Linked DNA regions of Dromaius novaehollandiae: region 2 is linked to region 1. The links are chromatin contacts, called in public Hi-C maps. All regions are on one chromosome and are shown on one strand. Each heading gives the region's core, a stretch centred on a gene start, on an enhancer-like site or on the middle of the called end of the contact. The rest is flanking DNA. Distances are from core to core; before and after follow the strand shown. Region 1 holds the start of LOC112994365 (ovomucoid-like). Region 2 holds the start of LOC112994358 (sulfate transporter-like).

The links. A called contact is a pair of places that touch in the nucleus more often than the background predicts.
Region 2: a Hi-C map of brain shows a contact between it and region 1, with 4 times the contacts expected there. The contact joins the promoter of LOC112994358 here to the promoter of LOC112994365 in region 1. A contact is called at or near these places in 2 of 4 Hi-C or Micro-C datasets (brain and liver).

The regions. Positions count from the first base shown.
Region 1 is chr15:10,297,906-10,303,116 of bDroNov1.hap1, reverse strand. LOC112994365 (ovomucoid-like) reads right to left here and starts at 2,734. Exons shown (of 4, transcript XM_026118657.2): 1 at 2,602-2,734; 2 at 647-666. The coding sequence starts at 2,665.
Region 2 is chr15:10,539,460-10,544,670 of bDroNov1.hap1, reverse strand. It overlaps LOC112994358 (sulfate transporter-like), which reads left to right and starts at 3,232. Exons shown (of 2, transcript XM_026118649.2): 1 at 3,232-3,917; 2 at 4,707-5,211. The coding sequence starts at 3,243.

The DNA.
Region 1 (5,211 bases), core at 1,485-3,984:
ATATATACATGTCACCATTGGTAAAACGGGGCATCTATTTGGTTTGACACAGAGAATGGAACGGGCTCTTCCTGCACAACAGTGTATGTCTTAGTGTATGTTCAGGCATCAGAAGTTGTGTATGTTGTGCTAGTGTGGAACTAATTGTGTGCGTGAACTTCTACACCTTTCTGCTGTCCCCTGGACTCCCCAAGGAGTCACTGAAGAGACTTATCTCTGCTCAAAATCAGTAAGCATTTTTATTGCTCAGTATCACATTTCTTTCAGAGGTTGACTCCAGTGTGGATATTCCAGCACAGGGAAAAATTAAAATCTCTAGGGACACGGTTTAGGATCTGAAAGTCACCAAGGAAGCCTTGTAGTGTCTTCACCAGACAAGTATCAAATGTCTTGATTTCTCCCACTTAAAATTTCCCCTTGCCCAGTTTCTTACACTGTCTAACCACATACTGCATTACATGTAGTAGCATCTGCAAGTTCTCATGGCAACTATGAGGAAACCACATATCTCAAACTCAGGGATTTCTCTCTGATTTCTGTAGCATTTACTTAGTGTTTAATAAGTCTTTTCTGACCTCATGGATCATCAGCACTGTTGTTACAAACTATTTGTCTTTATACAGAAACAAAGGGGGAAATGACTCACCTCATCCTTTTTGGCAGCATCTGGAACAAAAAACAGAATAACAAAAGATAAAATTAAAAAAAATCATTGACGGACATTCAGTTTGCTACTGGGATGGTTTCTTTAGTACCTTCTAGCAGCACCAAGCTCTTACCTCCTTGAAAGTAAATACTGATATCATTTTTCAGTATTTAATAAAATACATGTGTCAGGACCTATTAAACAAGTGAACCTTATTGCATTGTTTACATTAGAAATCCATATCAGCAGCTAGAACAGCCTTTGTTGTTAGAGCAAATGGAGTCTATTGTTCCCCTTTTCATCACAGAAAGATTAAAGATGCAGGAGTCAATATTATGTTCAATGGCCAGTCTGTTCAGGATGGACTAGTTGTTGAGCATGACAGGATTTTAATTCCCAATGCTATCAAAAATCATATATAGCTACAAGCAAGTCACATGGTCCTTTATACCTTGATTTTCTGTCTGTAACAAAGATAATATCGTCATTGAAATATAATACCAAATATATAGATTATGATGATACTGAAATTCAGATTGTGATATCACTTTAAAAAGTGTTTTCCCATGTCAATCCATATGGATTCTAAACTATTTGGTAGAGGAATTAGATCCTATTTGTATACCCATGGTATCTAATACAATGGATGGCTGATCTTAGGTGGGGCTTCAAAGACCTGCTCCAGAGAGCTAATCAATGATAATTACAGCTCTCAGAGAGTAATCAAATAACAGTAGCACGTCTCCATTACTCCATTATGGTGACACATTCATTACTGTCTTTAGGAATGTATTTTGTTTTTCTCCTGTTCTGTAAAAGACATTCTATATCTTCCAAAGGATAAAAGTTAGTGGACAGATGCTTCTGTACAGAAGGAGCAGGAAGGAAATGGAGTGTGATATAAAGGCCTATACAGCTATAGCATTTGTCTTTCTGGCTAAATACAGTTGTTTTAGATCTTTGAAGCTTTCTATTGAAACTCGCTTTCATGGAGCTGCTCGTATCTTGTGATCAAATAGAGTCATCAAAGATAAAAAGACTAGCATAAATAACCCACCATGTCAAGTTTCAGTCCATGTCACCAGAATTTTGACTGAGTTTTCATCATCCTGGAATTGGATCAGATTTAGCCCACCTCCACAAAACTATTTAGATGTTAGTTTTCTCTGGTAACCTTTTAGTACCAACCGTGTTTGGGGGAGTAAAAGCAAAAAAGATCTGGTTCAAAAAGTATTGATCCATAAAGTTATGAAGCAGACAAAATAAACTAGAAAATTCAAGAGAGAGATTCACTGGAGTTGTCTTAGAAAGCAAGAGTTTCTTTTGCTGGAGTTACTGAAACATTATTTGAAAGAACAGTCTCCATCAAAAACATTGTTTCATTAAAATTGACATTTTCCAAAATAAAAAAAATTACCAAATGAAGGGTCAAGAAATTCCTCCCAGCTCCATATTTTATCATAAAGCAACCTGCATCCTCCTACATCTCAAATCTGTCTCCAGCGCAGCAAACTAACATCATGAAGAGGTTATTCACAGCCAAGTTATGTGGCCAGTGCATAATTGGCTAACTCCTGCTTGCTTAGTGTGGCAGGAGAAGGGCCTCATCAAGTCCAAGTTCTCTGCTCAGATGGGAGAAAAAATGATTAAGTAAAAATCTGATTTAATTCTGAGGCTTTACAGTTTTTCTTGTTTTTCTGTAATACTTTTTAGTTTCAATGCAAAATGCAACCCTGATTTGCACTACCAACAAGGAAGAGGTTTCATCAATTCAAGTTGACGGCTTTAAAGCTGGTGAACTACTGCTTACTAAATAGTGCACAAGCATAAAATTTCACATGCTAAGCTGCCACCAAAGCCCAGCAACTACTGCTTGCCGTCTTACAAGACTGAGCGGCTTCCGGCATTTGAACATTAGAACTATAACATATCATGGAGTAAAAAAGGTTACTCACTTGCTAAGCAAAGAACTGCTAGGGTGAGGAGCACAAAAATGCCTGTTATCTTCATAGCAGACATAGGTTCTTGACCTGTTCCACAGCCCGTCTGTGCTCTAAGTGTCCCACTGCACTTCACTTCTTGAATGTATATTCATGTATCTGTGAGTGTATATATATATGTATATGTATGTACACAAAGAGCAGGCACCCTGATGATGAAATCCGCCTCATCGAAGGTAATTGGAAGAAGGTGTTGCCCGTGGGTAGTGTCAGTAAGAATGTCTTCTTTACAGCATGAAGGTCATAAGTACAGGGCCGAGAGTCATAGCGTGGATTGCGTTGATAAAGGAGATGTATTGTGCTTTGGCTAATCCTGTCGCCTAATTAGCTGTTCCATCTCCACAAGTTAAAGGAGTGACTCAGTAAGGTGGTTACTTATTGCTGATCTGTTGTTGCCATATTGACTCTTACAGCTGAGTATAATTCCCAGGGGGAAAAAAATCACCACTGGATACATTCAAAAAGATTCATAGTAGTATAACTTAAATGCTTAATTCCTATTTTCTTCAAATTTCGGAGACTCTTGTCACTAGTTGTGCATAGAGGTGATGGCCTTCCTAAGCTCTTGAAGGCTGGTGAATATTTCCACTGAAAATAGCAAATGCTATGCATGGAAGTAATTGAATTCCAGAGAGCTGGTCAGTTTGGCCGTGCACTGAATCCTTTCAAACTGCTTTGTGGGAGTAGTTTCATAGCTGCTTGGAAAAGTCTATGTATTGCCTATATACTCTCTTTGAATGTTCTGCTTTAAAAGTTCCAGTCACCAGTTTGGGGAGCAGAAGCAATGCTTTGTGAAGGAAGGAGCATAGATACTGCATTGCACTGCCTATCACAGAGAAGTGATGAGTTCACAGCCATTCTGCATCCAGCTGAGTTAGTGCCTAGTTTGCTGCCATGGTGATATGGAGAAGATTCCTCTGCCTTAGCATATTTCTTCACTATTTTCAATGCAACGAATATCATATCATGTGGTATTTTTTAAACAAATCCAACATACCAGTGTATATTAGTGACTTAAACAATCAATAGGCATAATTCCCTGACTTTCATAATTTACATCATGGATAGAGTGACAATGGAAAACTCAGATCTGAGTCTTAGGTTTAATAAAGCTGAAAGAAAGGTGGAGTTTTAAGCCCACATTTGTATTTGAACCAACCCTTCTAAAACTCCCTTCTTTTTAGTGATTTGGATTGCGGTCACCTTCCCTACATTGCAAGATAACCTGGGACTTTTTCCCCATCCCGGGGTTAGGGTGCTACATGCTAATTTCACTAAGACAGAGGAACTGAATATCTTTATGTAAAAGATTGTAATAGGTCAAGTAGACCTTCAGTTGTGGTAACTCCTGTTCCTATGTGAAGAGTGAGGGAGATACCAATCATTTTCTCTCTAAGGAATGTGGGCAATGAATAAATGGTTAATTTCTCATCACTTAGTGGAGCAAATAAATAAATGCCATCAACTTCCAGTTCCACATTAAGATAGGAGGAAAAAAGAATAGGTAAAGATCTGGTTTCAGTTGGAGGCCTGCAGGTTTTTTTTTTTTTTTTTTTTTTTCCAATGCCCTTACTTCAGAGATTCCATCTCAAGTTTTTCTACCTTCTTGATTGGGAGATTTGTGCATATTCCTGTGAGGCGGAGTTCACAAAAGACAGGCTGTTACTTAAGCTGTGACTGGTTTGGATTCTGCTGCTCTGTGCTGTCAGTCAATTTTTTCCTTTTTTTTTTGTTTTTTTTTGTTTTTTTGTTTTTTTGTTTTTTTCTAGAAAGCCCTAGGCTTTTCTAAAGAGCCTGAAATAGAATGTATCTAAACTCATGGAGAATATTCAAGAAACGTTCATTGGTTGATAGTGACAATTACCAATATTAGGCAACAAAAGCAAAGCTGCCAAAAACCCAGAAGGTACTCCTGGTCTGAATAGCTTTTGGCAAACTTCAGACTCTTGAGGACATCATGAAACTATAAAATTGCAGCTTGACAGAACATGCAGCTTCCTTGACAGTGGTATGAGGAAACCTTCCACTTTGGTTACATTTTCTTGCCTAATTGGTGCTATGGAGTGTACTGTCTGATGCAACCACAGAATCCATTCCATCACTCTAAGGGAAAAAATCAGAACTGGCGTAGTAAGATTTTCTGACGACAAGTAAAGAAAGAAAGACAGTACATCTGGGGGTTGGAGGTGGCTAATGAGGCAGGCAAATTTTCGATCAGATTTTTCTTAGCATTTGAAGACTATCTTACGGTAGATAGAATTCCTGATGCCAATTCTATGTCCCATATGAGCAGACCCATGGTGTGAATCTTTTCTTCCTGGTAATGCTTAGGTGTTTTGATTAGGGCTTCAGAGTCAAATTAACATTTGTTTTCTGAGCAATGGACCTTAAGCTTTGTAGGGCTTGTCCAGACCATTCAGATAAGGAGGGATACAGTTCTGATGAGAAAGTGTGCCATATTGTCGGGCAGGTAAATAGTAGAACACTGGAAGAGAGGCAGGGCAGTGGCTCAGCCAAAGTTCTGGAGTTTTTTGCATTTTGAAACATAAAGCCTGTCTTAAAGCT
Region 2 (5,211 bases), core at 1,983-4,482, 240 kb before region 1:
GGAATAAAGGGAAGGAGCTAGTCTATTAACAAAGAAGGAGTAGGGAAAGGGGAGCTATTAACAGACAAACCTGAGAGGATATGAACTGTAGAGAAATGGCAGAGAAAAAGAATCTAGTATAAATATATAAATACATTGAGCAGCTGTCTCCCCTACGACGTGTTCTCATTTTTTTCCTGCTGCCAGAGAGCACTGATGTTTCTCATTCATTTACTTCTAATTACTGAGATGATCTTCCACTGATGAGATAAATGTAATTCAAGAGGCAGATCTTCCCTTCCTCTTTTCTCAGAGTGTCTCTCCATCATCTAAATCAAAGACACGTGAAAATGTCATCTCTCCTTACCCCACATCATCTCTCCCTACCCCACGGTCTCTAAGTCCCCTTCCCAAGCCCAGAACAAAGTCAGTGAGAGAAGCAGAAGTAGGAACCAAGCTGCCTGACTGCCAGGCTTTTGTCCTGCTCCACCGGACAACAGCACATCCTGCCAAAATATTATGGACTCAGTGGATGGGAAAGAAACAATGGAGAATAAGGTGAGACCATGCTGAGAGATCTAATGTAGGTAGTTGGCAGGGAGCACAGGAGAAGAACAGTTACTGCTAGTATTTGAGGCTGTTGTTTCATGGTGATGAGACATTATCTCTTTCTCTGGCCACTAGTGCAATTGCTCACCTTCACTTGTAAAGAGATAAAAGCCTGCACTTTACTGAACTGTGCTTATTTCTGCAAAGCAAAATCCCCTTTTACTTGTGGTATGGCCTCTATAAGGCACAAGTAAAATGTGGATTGTGCAGATCGCACACACACCAAGTGCTCTCTATCACTAGCTAGAAATAACCCATGTCATCACAACTTTGCTTTTAGTGCAAACTTCCTTGTACAAAGCCTTTCGGAAGCAAGACATCGTTGGCTCTGTGTAAAAGTGTGAATGTGGTCTGGCATAACAGAGGTGGAACCACTCAGAGAGTGATCTGGGACACGCTTGCGCCTTCGTTTCTCTGTGCAGCTATGCTGTATGTAGCAAAGTGCGTAGGTTGGACAGTGCGGTGGTGCCTGGTAGGAACACACTGATAGAAAAGCTACCAGGAAAGAAAAGTACTGTTGGAACAATTCAGACAAAATCTTGTCCAGAACAGGTCAAAATCTGTGAGTAGAAAAGTGCAGTAGGACTCAGCCAAGGGTACTCAGTTTATGGAGCAGTGATACAATAGCACATGCGGGAAGATTTCTGTGCATTGTTCCCCTTGTTTAGCAAACACATCTCCAGATACTACCAATACTGTTATCTGACAAGAGTACTTATCTAAACTCCTTCAATCATTCTTAATGGGCAGGACAAGTTTTCATCAAAAATACTCTCTCAGAATGATGTTTGTTTCCAAAATACAGCCATATTTGGCTGTTTGCACTGTCTCCATCAGCTGGAGCTAGATAAAAGGGCCAGTTGTTTGGCTGGATAATTCAGTTCTCTTTGGAGAGAAGCAACATATGATCCAGAAGGAAGGCAAAGGAAACAGGTTTGCAATCATTTATCTCATGCTTTCTCTTCTCAACGTACATTGTGAGGTGAGGAGACAGGTTAGTCAGCAGTTGAGAAGCTCCAAATAGTTTCTGAGGGACCCAAAGAAGTCACACAATGTATCCCCCTCTGCTCCATGCAGTCAGAGGTAAGAGCTCTGGGTTGGGACCAGTAATGTGAAATGAGGGTGTAGTGTAGGGGAAGGGGATTTCTCATTGTTCTGGTCCCATCCATTTCCAAACTGCAGCCAGGCTAGGTCTCCACTCAGGAGACACTGAATGCTTCTGTTTGTACATTGTTTGGTTTTGATGGAAAGCTATATTTTGTTGCAACTGCATTTTGACTGAAAAATTTGGAGTAGCTCTGGGAAGTACATACATTATTTAAACAGATCAAAAAAATAGCATGCATTCATTCTACAAATACCAGCCCTGTGATGGGCCCGTTTGAAGCAAGCCAGCAACGTAATTCTCTTTTTCTTGTCTCATCCATGCTTTACAGGCAGCGTGGCTTTCCTGATAATTTCCCAGGAGCCAGAGACATCAAATCACAGTTAGTAACTGCAGGGTATTGTTTTCAGCCTCGGTCATTTAGGGCATCTTCAGAATGGGATAGCCTCTAAGAAAGCATGAAAATATGATTTGGTGAGCTTTCTAAGGAATCTCTCAAGGTCAGAATTCAGCAACATGATTTTATGTTAAGTGAATGATTTTGATCATTTATAGTCAATAAGACAGAGTCATTGAAAGGGCAGCTGGTTACCTGGCAGCACCCAGAAGATACTTAGTTTTCTTGAAATTGTTCCTAGACCTCTATCATATCACTAGTATGTCATGATTCATAACATTGCCATATACTCTGCATTTCTGTCCTTATCACAAAAATTCATTATTCAAACAGGATAGTTCAGTCCTGTAAAAAACCTAGTAGTCACCGCACAAATAATTAATACTACAAAGATGCCAACATCATGAAAATCACCTGTCAAAACTAATGTTAAGAAGTGATACCAGCAGAACCCAGTTCTGATTTACTGGTGATTTGCCAACATAGAGACACTTGGTATAAAACAATGTAGAAACTGGAATTCCCTGTTTCTGGAGGAAAAATTTGTGATTTCAAGATTAATTTGGTTTTAAAACAAAACAAAAAACATTTTGATTTTCCCTGTTTAATTTAATGGTGGGATGAAGAGAACAGAAGAGGGGAAATGGTTAGGGTCAGTTGAAAGCCTTTTTTTAGAGTCTGCTATTTTTAATACATAACGTATTTCAAAAATTTAAAGAAAAAAATAATTTGCAAATAGCCTCCCTTACCCACGCGTTACATTCCTAGAACACCACATGGAATATTTCATCATTTTCAAAATAGCTCTTACCTAAGTGGAAGTGTCATCAAGACATGCAGGGTTTCTCAAGTTTTAGTTTCAGTGAAGTAATATTTTCTGATCTCAGAAGATTCTGCTGTCCTGTTTCAAATCAAGAGCTGTGTCTGTAAGGGGCACGGTGTCCTCTGTAGTTCTGTCTCTAAAGTGGGCATCTATGGCAGCGTGAATGCAATATAAACCATGGTCATTCAAGGCTGTGGCTAGTCAGGTCCATAACTGATAACAAACAAATCAACTGGCACGACAGGAAGGTTCGATTTGTCTGAGGCTATTTGCCTTCATCTATTTATCCATGCAATCTGCATGAGTCCTGGAGCTAAGCAAAGTACATTATGTACATGAATGCAATACTTCATGGGCGTGCCTGCTCTCCTGTCTTACTTAGATCTGGTGCAATGGAGGACACGTCAAGTCAGAAGTCAGGACAGAATAAAGACACACTGAGCTCCCTCACGCCAGAAGAGTCTCCTGTCCATCGTACATACATCAGGTTGGAGGAATATGAGCCTGTGGACCTCAGCACCCAGGATCTCATCCTAAAGAAAGCCAGAGAGGTCTGCCAATGCAATATTCAAACTATCATCACCTTCTTCCGTCATCTGTTCCCGGTGTTGGACTGGCTTCCCCGTTACAATGTCAAGACACAGTTGCTTGGGGATGTCATATCTGGGCTGCTGGTGGGGATAGTTGCCATTCCGCAGTCCATCTCATATTCCTTATTAGCGAACCAGGATCCCATCTATGGAATCTACACCAACTTCTTCTGCAGTATCATCTACTTTGCTATGGCCACATCGCGCCATAACTTTGTTGGCACCTTTGGTGTCCTGTGCCTGATGATTGGGCAGTCTGTGAATCGGCACCTTCAGCTAGCAGGGTACAGTGACGACGATGCTGACTCAGTGGCGAATTCCACCTCCTCCGCTAATGGGACAGATGTCTGTGACAGCAGTTGCTATGCCATCACTGTGGCCCTTTCCTTAAGCTTTCTGGTTGGTCTTTACCAGGTACAAATATTCACTACTGTGCTGTTTCCTCTGTTCTTTCTTTGTCTCAGTTCAGACTTGAGTCACAACAAACCTTGCCTGAAATGAGCAGTCTCTGAGACCCTTGAACTGTAGTGATTTAGAAAACCCCAAACACACCTGACATTGTGGTTGTGCTTTCCCCAGATGATAGGCCAGATCCTTAGATGTGTCTGAAACTTGCTTAGGATCAAACTTGGCAAGGGAGGGAAGGTAACTGTGAACCACCTTCCCACCATCCCAGTCCTGGACCTGGGCTGACTCCTGGTGTACTTTAGGGCTGCTCTCCAGTTAGAGCAAGTCCTCTAAGGACTATGTCATCAGAAGGGACTCCTCTAAAGGCCATGCTCCCTGGAAATGTCTCCACTGCCTGGGCCTAGCTGTTAGTAGGCAACTTCAGCCCCTTTCACTGGAACAACAAAAATTCACTGCATCACACAGTTTTTGCCACCAAGTGATACTCATAAGCTGTTTTGATTTAGCTACCCTTGAACTCTCAGCGTTAACTGCAGCCTTGTTTCTTGCAAGGAGACAGTGACAGGGACCTTCAAGTCTTCTCTGTATGGCATTTCTAGACACAGACAAGTCTTCTAGGTCTCTTTATAAGTTTTCCATACCCCAGACTAACTACTTAAGAAAGTCCTCTGTCTCACACTGAATGTTCAGCAGAGTAGCCAGGTATGCTAAAGTGGAAGCCACTGACATAAATTGCTAGTCACTTCTTCCAGCCTTTCTCATGGATGTTAAATGTATGATTGGCTTTCTTTTCAGATCCTGCTGGGGATTTTACAGCTGGGCTTTGTGTCTGTCTACCTGTCAGAACCTCTCCTCAGCGGCTTTGTGACTGGCTCCAGTCTCACCATTATCACTTCCCAGATGAAGTATCTGCTGGGACTGAAAATCTCTCGTCACGAAGGGGTGGGGTCCTTCATCTTGACGTGGGTTGACCTTTTCAGATACATCCAGAACACCAACATCTGTGACCTGGTGACCAGTCTGGTTGCTTTGGCCATCATTGTGCCTGTCAAAGAGATCAATGACCGGTATAAAGACAAGATGAAGGCCCCATTCCCTATAGAGCTGGTGGTGGTCATTGTAGCTACAGTGCTATCGCACTACTTCAACTTTGAAGAGCGATACAATTCTGCTGTTTGCGGGGACATCCCCACTGGTTTCAGGAAACCCACCCTACCAGATATAAAACTGTTTTCCAGCCTAGCCATTGATGCTCTGCCCATTGCTATTATTGGCTTTGCCACGACTGTCTCCCTGGCAG